Regions from separate parts of the Sus scrofa genome. Here region 2 is linked to region 1. A link is a contact called in public promoter capture Hi-C data. All regions are on one chromosome and are shown on one strand. Each heading gives the region's core, a stretch centred on a gene start, on an enhancer-like site or on the middle of the called end of the contact. The rest is flanking DNA. Distances are from core to core; before and after follow the strand shown.

The links. Promoter capture Hi-C pulls out the DNA fragments that hold promoters and counts their contacts.
Region 2: a promoter capture Hi-C map of liver shows a contact between it and region 1, with 2.5 times the contacts expected there. The contact joins the promoter of TIGAR here to the promoter of C5H12orf4 in region 1. A contact is called at or near these places in 1 of 5 promoter capture datasets (liver) and 1 of 47 Hi-C or Micro-C datasets (liver).

Annotation. Positions count from the first base shown.
Region 1 is chr5:65,895,102-65,899,369 of Sscrofa11.1, reverse strand. C5H12orf4 (chromosome 5 open reading frame, human C12orf4) reads right to left here and starts at 1,845. Exons shown (of 14, transcript NM_001243413.1): 1 at 1,780-1,845. RAD51AP1 (RAD51-associated protein 1) reads left to right here and starts at 2,160. Exons shown (of 9, transcript XM_001926380.4): 1 at 2,160-2,330. The coding sequence starts at 2,314.
Region 2 is chr5:66,065,391-66,070,203 of Sscrofa11.1, reverse strand. It overlaps TIGAR (fructose-2,6-bisphosphatase TIGAR), which reads left to right and starts at 2,633. Exons shown (of 6, transcript XM_005655710.3): 1 at 2,633-3,006. The coding sequence starts at 2,975.

The DNA.
Region 1 (4,268 bases), core at 596-3,095:
ATATAAGTGATATCATACAGTACTTGTCTTTCTCTTTCTGACTTACTTCACAGAACTAGAACAAACAATCCCAAAATTTATATGGAACCACAAAAGACCCAGAATCACCAAAGCAATTCTGAGGAACAAAAACCAAGCAGGAAGCATAAATCTCCCAAACTTCAGGCAACATTACAAAGCCACAGTCATCAAGGCAGTGTGGTACTGGTATCAAAACAGACATACAAACCAGTGGAACAGAATAGAGAACCCAGAAAGAAACCCAGACACCTATGGTCAGTTAATCTTTGACAAAGGAGGCAAGAACATTAAATGGGAAAAAGACAGTCTATTCAGCAAGCATTGCTGGGAAACCTGGACAGCTGCATGTAAAGCAATGAAACTAGAACACACCCTCACGGCTTGCACAAAAATAAACTCAAAATGGCTGAAAGACTTAAATATAAGACAAGACACCATCAAACTCCTGGAAGATAACATAGGCAAAACATTCTCTGACATCAACCTTATGAATATTTTCTCAGGTTAGTTTCCCAAAGCAACAGAAATAAAAGCAAAAATAAACCAATGGGGGAGTTCCCGTGGTGGCGCAGTGGTTAACGAATCTGACTGGGAACCATGAGGTTGCAGGTTCGATCCCTGCCCTTGCTCAGTGGGTTAACAATCTGGCGTTGCCGTGAGCTGTGGTGTAGGTCGCAAACGCGTTTCGGATCCTGTGCTGCTGTGGCTCTGGCGTAGGCCCCTAGCCTGGGAACCTTCATATGTTGCAGGAGCGGCCCAAGAAATGGCAAAAAGACAAAATAAATAAATAAAATAAACCAATGGGACCTAATCAAACTGACAAGCTTTTGCACAGCAAAGGAAACCAAAAAGAAAACAAAAAGACAATTTATATAGTAATCTTTTAAAAATGCCTACCAGAACATGTTGCTCATCTGCTTTAAATCCGTCTATGACTCTCCATTGCTGTTAGGATACAATTCAAACTCCTTAACGTAGTTTACTCTGCCTCTGCTTATACTCCAGACTCTTCTTTCAGCACCTGCACCTCCTCTTCGCAACACAAATTCAGACTTTACTTTTCAACCTATACTGAAAATTTTTCAATACCGAACCTCTCTTGCCACTCCCTACCTTTCAGAACGCTTTTCCTATGCCTAGGGCACTCTTACTGCTCTTTTTCCCATGCCACGTCTCAGCATGGATAGGCCCCAGAAAGCCTTTTAACTTGTAGGACCGTCATTAGGCTTAACCAAATAATAAATACGAAGCATCTGACAAACATAAGATGACAAATAACTAGAAGCTAGTAAAAGTAATAAATAATAATAGAAAGAAGCTGTAAGAATATATCAGAGAAAAAACCCGAGCTGCTAACTGAATACACATGATGCAGGCAAAGGAACATCTTGCACGGAATTGAAGACTACGGAAATAACGGGTTTATAGTCTAATCTTGTTTAGGGTCAATATTTTCAGTAAACAAAAACCATTAATTATGGTTTCAACTGGTGCAACCTTTAGGCTTACTATGTTTCAACAAATTAATACTTTAGTTCCCTCTCCCCGATTTGTTATTATTAACAGAGCTGAAATCAAATGTGAGAAGGGCCGGACCAAACTCACTCCGCCAATTGAGTGGAGGTTCTGAGGTTTAAATAAGCCAGGAAAGGGAGGGCAGACTGTCTCGGCGAGAAGCCCCAGCCGAGGGAGGGGAACAGCCCCCCTGTTAAAGGGTTTCGGTTTTAAGTGCCTTCCTCGCTCCCGCCGCGGGCTCACCTCTCCCAGTCCTACAGGCCCCAGCGGTCCTCTCACTTCTCGCTGTCAATGAGCCTTGGCGCAGAATTGGTCAGCTGACTACAGCCTGATTTTTCACAGCTGGAAGATCCGTTTCAGCAGATTCGTTTAATCTTTTCCTCTTTCCTGGCATCCCATGGAAAATTTATGGCTCTATATGTCCTGTCGTTCCATACTGCCCTTAATGTAATAATTTAAAAAGTGTAGGAAGGTGTATTTCTACTGTTATTTTACACTTGAGGGACGACGCTGAAGCCACTGTTGTGACGAAAGTGCAGTGGCGAAACAAGAACTCGACTCTGGTGAACCGGATGCGGAAAGGCGGTGCCTCGGGAGGGCGTGAACTAACGCGCGCTTTTCAGAGCGCATGCGCGGCAACCGGGATGGCCGGTGAGGATTGGAGGGCTGACGGCCGGGCGGAGCGCTGTGGATTTGGTTTTAGGCGGGAATTGGAACTGCAGCGGCAGATGCCAGCAGGAGTCTAAGAAGTGCATATTTCCTACCTTGGAGGAGACCATGGTGCGGCCTGCGAGGTGAGTAGTTCGTGGTATCCGGGCGGGATGGGGTGGAAGGGCGGGAGGTCGCTGCAGGCCGCGTCTGCTGCACAGGATGGAGGAGTAGGCCAGAGGACCAGGATAGCGATGGCGGGGCGGGGTGGACAGTCACTGGGAGACGCGCCAGCCCCCAGTGAGAGCCTCCCACTCCTCTGAAGGGCCCTATCATCCTGGCTGTTTCCGTCTCTTGCCTCCCTCGGCAGTTACTGCCCTTTCTTTTATCCATCTCGTTCAAATAAGACCTGCTTACATTGCTCTGCGTTTCACCGAGCTCCTGCTTATGTGTTACTTCATTTATTCATCTCTATACTTCTTTGATATAGAAAGTTTAGGTCTCCCCATTTTATCATTTTTACGCTAGGCATAAAAGCCAGGTTACCTGAGTCACAGAGCTAGTAAGTCAGTTGGCGCCGGCTCCTCTGCGTTTTCCATTAAATGTACTCTTTGAAACTGTTCCTCTCCTTAACCACAGTCGAGTGCCATGGCGACTTAGGGTCGGCTATTCATTTAGTAGTTTTGGATGTATTTACTTCTGTACTGTGCTAGGTGCTGGAGGTTGCATTCTAGTCAAGGGATGAGTTTAGGGGACTGAAAATAAACATCACAACGTGAGACAGAGTGAGAAGGAAGAAAGCCCTACTTCAATTAGTTAAAATTCTGTTGAAATGTGGCTAATTTATAATGTTTTGTTTCTGATGTACAGCAAAATGATTCAGTTATATATATGTATATGATATGTATCTCATATATTTGTTTTTATGTTCTTTACTATAGTTTATTATGGAATGTTGAATATAGTTCCCTGTGCAGTAGGACCTTGTTGTTTATCCATTCTATATATAATAGTTTGCATCTGTTAATCCCTAACTCCTTATTTATCTCTTCCCCACCTCCTTTCCCCTTTGGTAACAATAAACTTGTTTTCTATGTCTGAGTCTGCTTCTGTCTTGTAAATACATTCATTTGTGTCATATTTTAGATTTCACATATAAGTGATAGGACAAATATGTCTTTCTCTTTCTGATCTGCTTCATTCAATATGACAATCTCCAGGTCCATCCATGTTGCTGAAAATAACATTTCATATTTTTTATGGCTGAGTACTATTCCATTGTGTGTATATACCACATCTTCTTCAATCATTTGTTTTTTTTTTGTTTTTTGTTTTTTTGTCTTTTTGTCTTTTTTGTTGTTGTTGTTGTTGTTGCTATTTCTTGGGCCGCTCCCGTGGCATATGGAGGTTCCCAGGCTAGGGGTCCAATCGGAGCTGTAGCCACCAGCCTACGCCAGAGCCACAGCAACGCAGGATCCGAGCCGCGTCTGCAACCTGCACCACAGCTCACGGCAACGCCAGATCATTAACCCACTGAGCAAGGGCAGGGACCGAACCCGCAACCTCATGGTTCCTAGTCGTATTTGTTAACCACTGTGCCACTACGGGAACTCCTTCAATCATTTGTTGATGGACATTTAGGTTGCTTCCATGTCTTGGCTATTGTAAATAGTGCTGTTATGAATATTGGGATGCATGTATCTTTTAGAATTAGTTTTTTTCCAAAGATAGGCCCAGGACTAGGGTTGTAGGATCATACAGTAGTTCTGTATTTAGTTTTGTGAGGAACCTCCATGCTATTTTCCATAATGGCTGCACCAACTTACAATTTGCATTCCCACCAAGAGTGTAGGAAGGTTCCCTTTTCTCCAGACCCTCTTCAGCATTTATTATTTGTAGACTTTATTGTGTGTGTGTGTCTTTTTGCCATTTCTTGGGCTGCTCCTGCGGCATATAGAGATTCCCAGGCTAGGGGTCGAATCGGAGCTGTAGCCGCCGGCCTACGCCAGAGCCACAGCAACGCGGGATCCGAGCCACGTCTGCGACCTACACCACAGCTCACGGCAACGCCGGGTCGTTAACCC
Region 2 (4,813 bases), core at 1,384-3,883, 170 kb before region 1:
TTTCTATTTCATTAATTTTATGTCCAGGAGATGAGGGATAATCACTAAACTTTTCATGAGAGTCATTTCATGACGCTTATAAGGCAAATCAGGATGTTGTACACCCTAAACATAACACAGGGCGGCATGTCAATTACATCTCCATAAAACTGGGAGGAAAAAAAGAGTGGCGATCCGGGGCTAGGTGCAGGCTGGAGACACAAAATCTACACACAGGATAAGATCACCTGAGACTGCACGGGGGAGGGGAGAAGAGGACCAAGGGCAGAATCCTGGGACAGTTCAACAGGCACTGTATGTAGAATGTTGCCCACGCACTCAACAGTCACATGTTCCCCACATTTCCCATCGCCTCTGCATTTAGGAGGTCACATGAGCTGCTCTGGACAGTAAATGGAAGTATCCAAGGACCAGTTCAGGAGCCTCAATTTCTCATTTCCTGCCCTAGTTACCATGAACCTGCGTGCTCAAGTCATTGTTAACTGTTAACTCCAGTTCCTGAGGGACTCTATGGAGTAAAGCCCCTTTCTGGTCCATGTCAGGCACGTAGCATGAGCGAGAAATAAACTTTTATGTGGTAAGCCACGGAAATTCAGGGTTAATTTGTTACTTCAGCATAAAGTGGCCTATCCTGGCTAGTTGAGAATTCCATCACCTGAGAGGCCACAACAAAACATCCTTGTTCATCACAATTAAAAAAAAAAAAAAAAGGCATATGTGATTTGATACATTGTTCACAAAAGTATATCAGTGGTTCCTTCTAGCTTCTATCTTAACAAAAGAGGTTTGGTTTTTTGTTTTGTTTTGTTTTGTTTTTTGTGGTTTTGCCATTTCTTGGGCCGCTCCCGTGGCATATGGAGATTCCCAGGCTAGGGGTCCAATCGCAGCTGTAGCCGCCGGCCTACACCAGAGCCACAGCAACACGGGATCCGAGCTGAGTCGGCAACCTACACCACAGCTCATGGCAACGCTGGATCCTTAACCCACTGAGCAAGGCCAGGGATCGAACCCGCAACCTCATGGGTCCTAGTTGGATTCTTTAACCATTGAGCCACAACGGAAACTCCTATCTTAACAAAGTTTAAATGCATTAACTCCTTGTTCATTTTATAAGCTGATGGGTAATCTCTGAACTGCTGAATGGATAATGCAGAATAATGTCCATTCTTTCAAAGATCCTCATTACTCAATTTTTTCCTGATTCTTAAAGTTCAAAAACAATGTTTTTATACATAGGTCTTAGTTAATTAAAAAATTAACATTGGAACTTTATAATTTTCTAAATTTCTCTGAAAAAAACCTCTCTCCTATTATGTTAGCTATTCCCTAGCCTGGGGACTTCCATTTGCCACCTGTGCAGCCCTAAAAAGAAAAAAACAAAATTTCTGATGCCGGAGATCCCCCTGCAGCACAGTGGGTTAAGTACCCAGCTGCAGTGGCTTGGGTCACTTCAGAGGCACAGGTTTGATCCTCAGCGCTGCCCAAAGGGTTTTAGGATTCAGCGTTGTCCCAGCTGTGGTGTAAGTTGCAGCTGGAACTTGGATTCAATCCCTGGCCTAAGAACTTCCATGTGCCACGAGTGTGGCAATTAAGAGAAAAAATTATTATGCTTGGGCTCCTCCCACAGTGGTTCTGATTTAATTTTTCTGGGCTGCAGCCTGTCATTCAGAAGAGCCTTGATGAATCCAGTAATACAGGCAGGTTTGAGAATCTCTGAAGTAGTCCTAGTCACTACTGACCAGCTGTGAACCTGGACACATTGCTTAGTTTCTCTCTAGGTTTGATTTCTCATCTAAGTAAAGATACCTTGTATATTTGAGTTGTTCTGAGGGCCAAATGTGATTACCCACAGGAAACCCTTTTGAATTCCTGGGCAGCAGTTAAGTTCTCTAAACTCATTTTCTCTTCCATAATTGGGTATTCAAGGAAACAAACGCATCGTCAAATATAAGAATACAGCAAAAATGCATGGAAGACAAGGTAAAGCTGACATTACCTATCCCTTTCATGGCTAGGTACTTTATCCCATTGTATCTTCTGTGTAAAGTAGGATGAGGAAGGTGAAGTAACTCTCTCATCGTTAAAAGAGAAAATTATTCACCAGATTCTCTTCAAAAAACAACGTGGAAGACGTTACTCCAGACTGTTGCGATGGGGTAGAGATGCTGAATTCAACTGTGAACACGACAGGAATCAATGGAGATTTGTAGTCAGGGGGCAGGTTGAGGCTCAGGATTGGAAAAATGACCCAGAGAAACTCGGTGAGATATTAAAGGCAGGAAGAGGAGCTTGAGACCAAGGAGAGGACTCTTTGGTAAAATCGGTGTCGGTAGGTAGGCAAAGCACTTGGCCTAGTCTAGACGAGGGCGCAAAAGGGCCAGACTAGATTCGCTCCCGGAGCGGGTCACTTCAGGAGTTGAGGGCCGAAGGCGGGTGGGTCTCAGCGCGTAGACCTTGCTGACTCTACACCTCCAGTGCCGAGGGCTAACACAAAATCTCGCAGGACCGAACGTGTCTGGCGCTGTACACCCACGAAACAAGACTGCTGGCTGCACTCCAGCCTCAAATCAGACCCACCCCAGATCCCAGCAGCAGCTCCCTTATCTGCACCGAGACTCCGCTACCTTGATTTGCCCAAGCACGACCCGCCTCCCCGCCCCTGGGGCGGGGCCTCACGCACCTGCCTCGCACCAATCACGGGCCGGCGCGCGGGAGCGCACGCGCCGGAGACCTGGACGGTGCCGCGCAGCGCAACACTCTCAGCGACCTGCCGGCCTCCCACAGTCCTGATTGGCCATCCGGGAGTGACGTAACGGCCTCCTCGGCCTATAGCAACGGAGCCGACTGGCGGCGGGGTGCGGAAGCGGTGGCGTGGTGGGCGCAGTGCCGGTCTGCGGCGCTGGTGCCGGGTAAGGGGTGCGGGCTGCGGGGTGCAGATGCGGAAGTTGCTTCGCTTCTTGCCGGCTTCGGAGGAATGACGCGCTTCGCTCTGACCTTGGTCCGGCAGTGAGTATGGCTGGCGGGGGCTGCTCTCTCCCTTCTGCGGACTGTTGCGGGCTGGGCGGGGGGACCGAGGATCTGCCACACTGTCCCGCCCTGTCCTTCAGGCTTACTATCCACCCCCGCCCCCGCCCCAGGCTCGGCTTGACCTGGCGGTTTTCTAGGTGTTTCCGCTGAGTTACTTTCTGGGCCCTCCAGCCCCAGCGACGTCTAGCGGGACGCCGGGTGTCAGATGTCACCCTGTTAGATAAGGACTGAGAAGTCTGTAGGGGTGAGTGGTCAAGGTCACCCGCCACCCGGTGGCAGCTGAAGCGGAAGAGACAGCCCTGTGCCAGCGCTTCCCTGGCCCTGTGTTGGCCCCAGCCTGTCCCCTTAAGGTCTGCAGAGGGGCTGGTGCAGGCTGATGTTGCTTTGCGCCCGCCCCGTCTTGTCCCCTCAGTCCCCTTGGCTCGCGTCTGAGTTTCATTTCTAACCCGCAGAGCTGACGTAGCTGGGAGAGGGCTGGGGAGGGCCATGCCCTGGTGTCGGCGGCCTGCATCACCCCGAACAAATACTTTTATCATAACGTTACATGGAGCTAGATGCCGAGATATCTTCACGTCTCTTCCTTTTTCCTTCTCAATGCTTATTTGCCCAGTGTTAACAGAAAGTGAAATTCAGGGTGGTCAGGAGCACATGCAAGATAGACATGGGTTAAGATTCTGGGCTCCAGCTAGGAGCCTTGTAACCTGGGCTTCCTTTAACCGGCTTAATCTTTACGACCTCAGTTTTCTGATGTTTAAAATGGGGGTAGTGATAGGGCCCACTTTCCTGGGTTAGCGTGACGATTAAATGGCAGAAAGGTAAAGTGAATAGCATAATGGAGGAGGAGAAATATATCGGAGATGAAATAACTTTTATTTCTGAAGGGAGGGCTCTAGTACAAATGCACTTAATCCTCTAATAGGTATGTGTGGTTTAATGGAAGCAGCATTCTGAGTGGGTACTTTGTGTCAGAGGACTGGGTTGCAGGTAATAAGATTCCATCTTTGACTTCGTGGAGCTTGCAGGGAACATCAGTATGGCCTGACCTTGTCCGAACGACTTAAGCTGTTGTCTTTTTTGTCCTCTTCTTCCTTACAGAAAGATAACCTTGGCAATCATTTGAGTTGTCCCTTTAGGATTTTAATGTCTGAACTAGAAATCAAGCTCCCACCCCCATCCCTTTCAATTTTATAGAATGCTTTATGACCATGGAACTAGAACCTTGATTCCTCTAATGTAGTAGCAAAATTGGAACTAGAACCTTGATTTCTCTAATGGTAGAGCATTTTCTGGATGCTTTGGCGCAGTGCCTGACATAGAATTGAAGCGCAGAAGTCATAGAAAATCTGGCTAAACTATTCCTTGGGAAACAAGATGATTCCTGTTTGGATTCTTAACAGACAATAGTTATATGAATGTGGATTTTGTCTCCTCCCTGCTTCTTAAAAAGGGCTTGATTTTTATTTATCTTTTTGGCCGCGCCCTTGGCATGTGGAAGTTCCCAGGCCAGGGATCGAACCTGCACCACAGCAGCTACCTGAGCTGCTGCAATGACAATGCAGGCTCTTTAACCCGCTGCGTCGCAAGGAACTCCAAAAAGGGCTTGATTTTTTAAACCCGGTTCCACATAAAAATCCTAGGATGAATTAATTTAAAAATAAGTCTTAAGAAAGACTGCTTCTCTCTTTTTAAAATTTTTATTAAAGTACATTTGATTTACAACGTAGTACCAATTTCTGCTGTAAAGACTGTCTCACTTTGCAGGTGAGGACACAGTCATGGAGGGCAT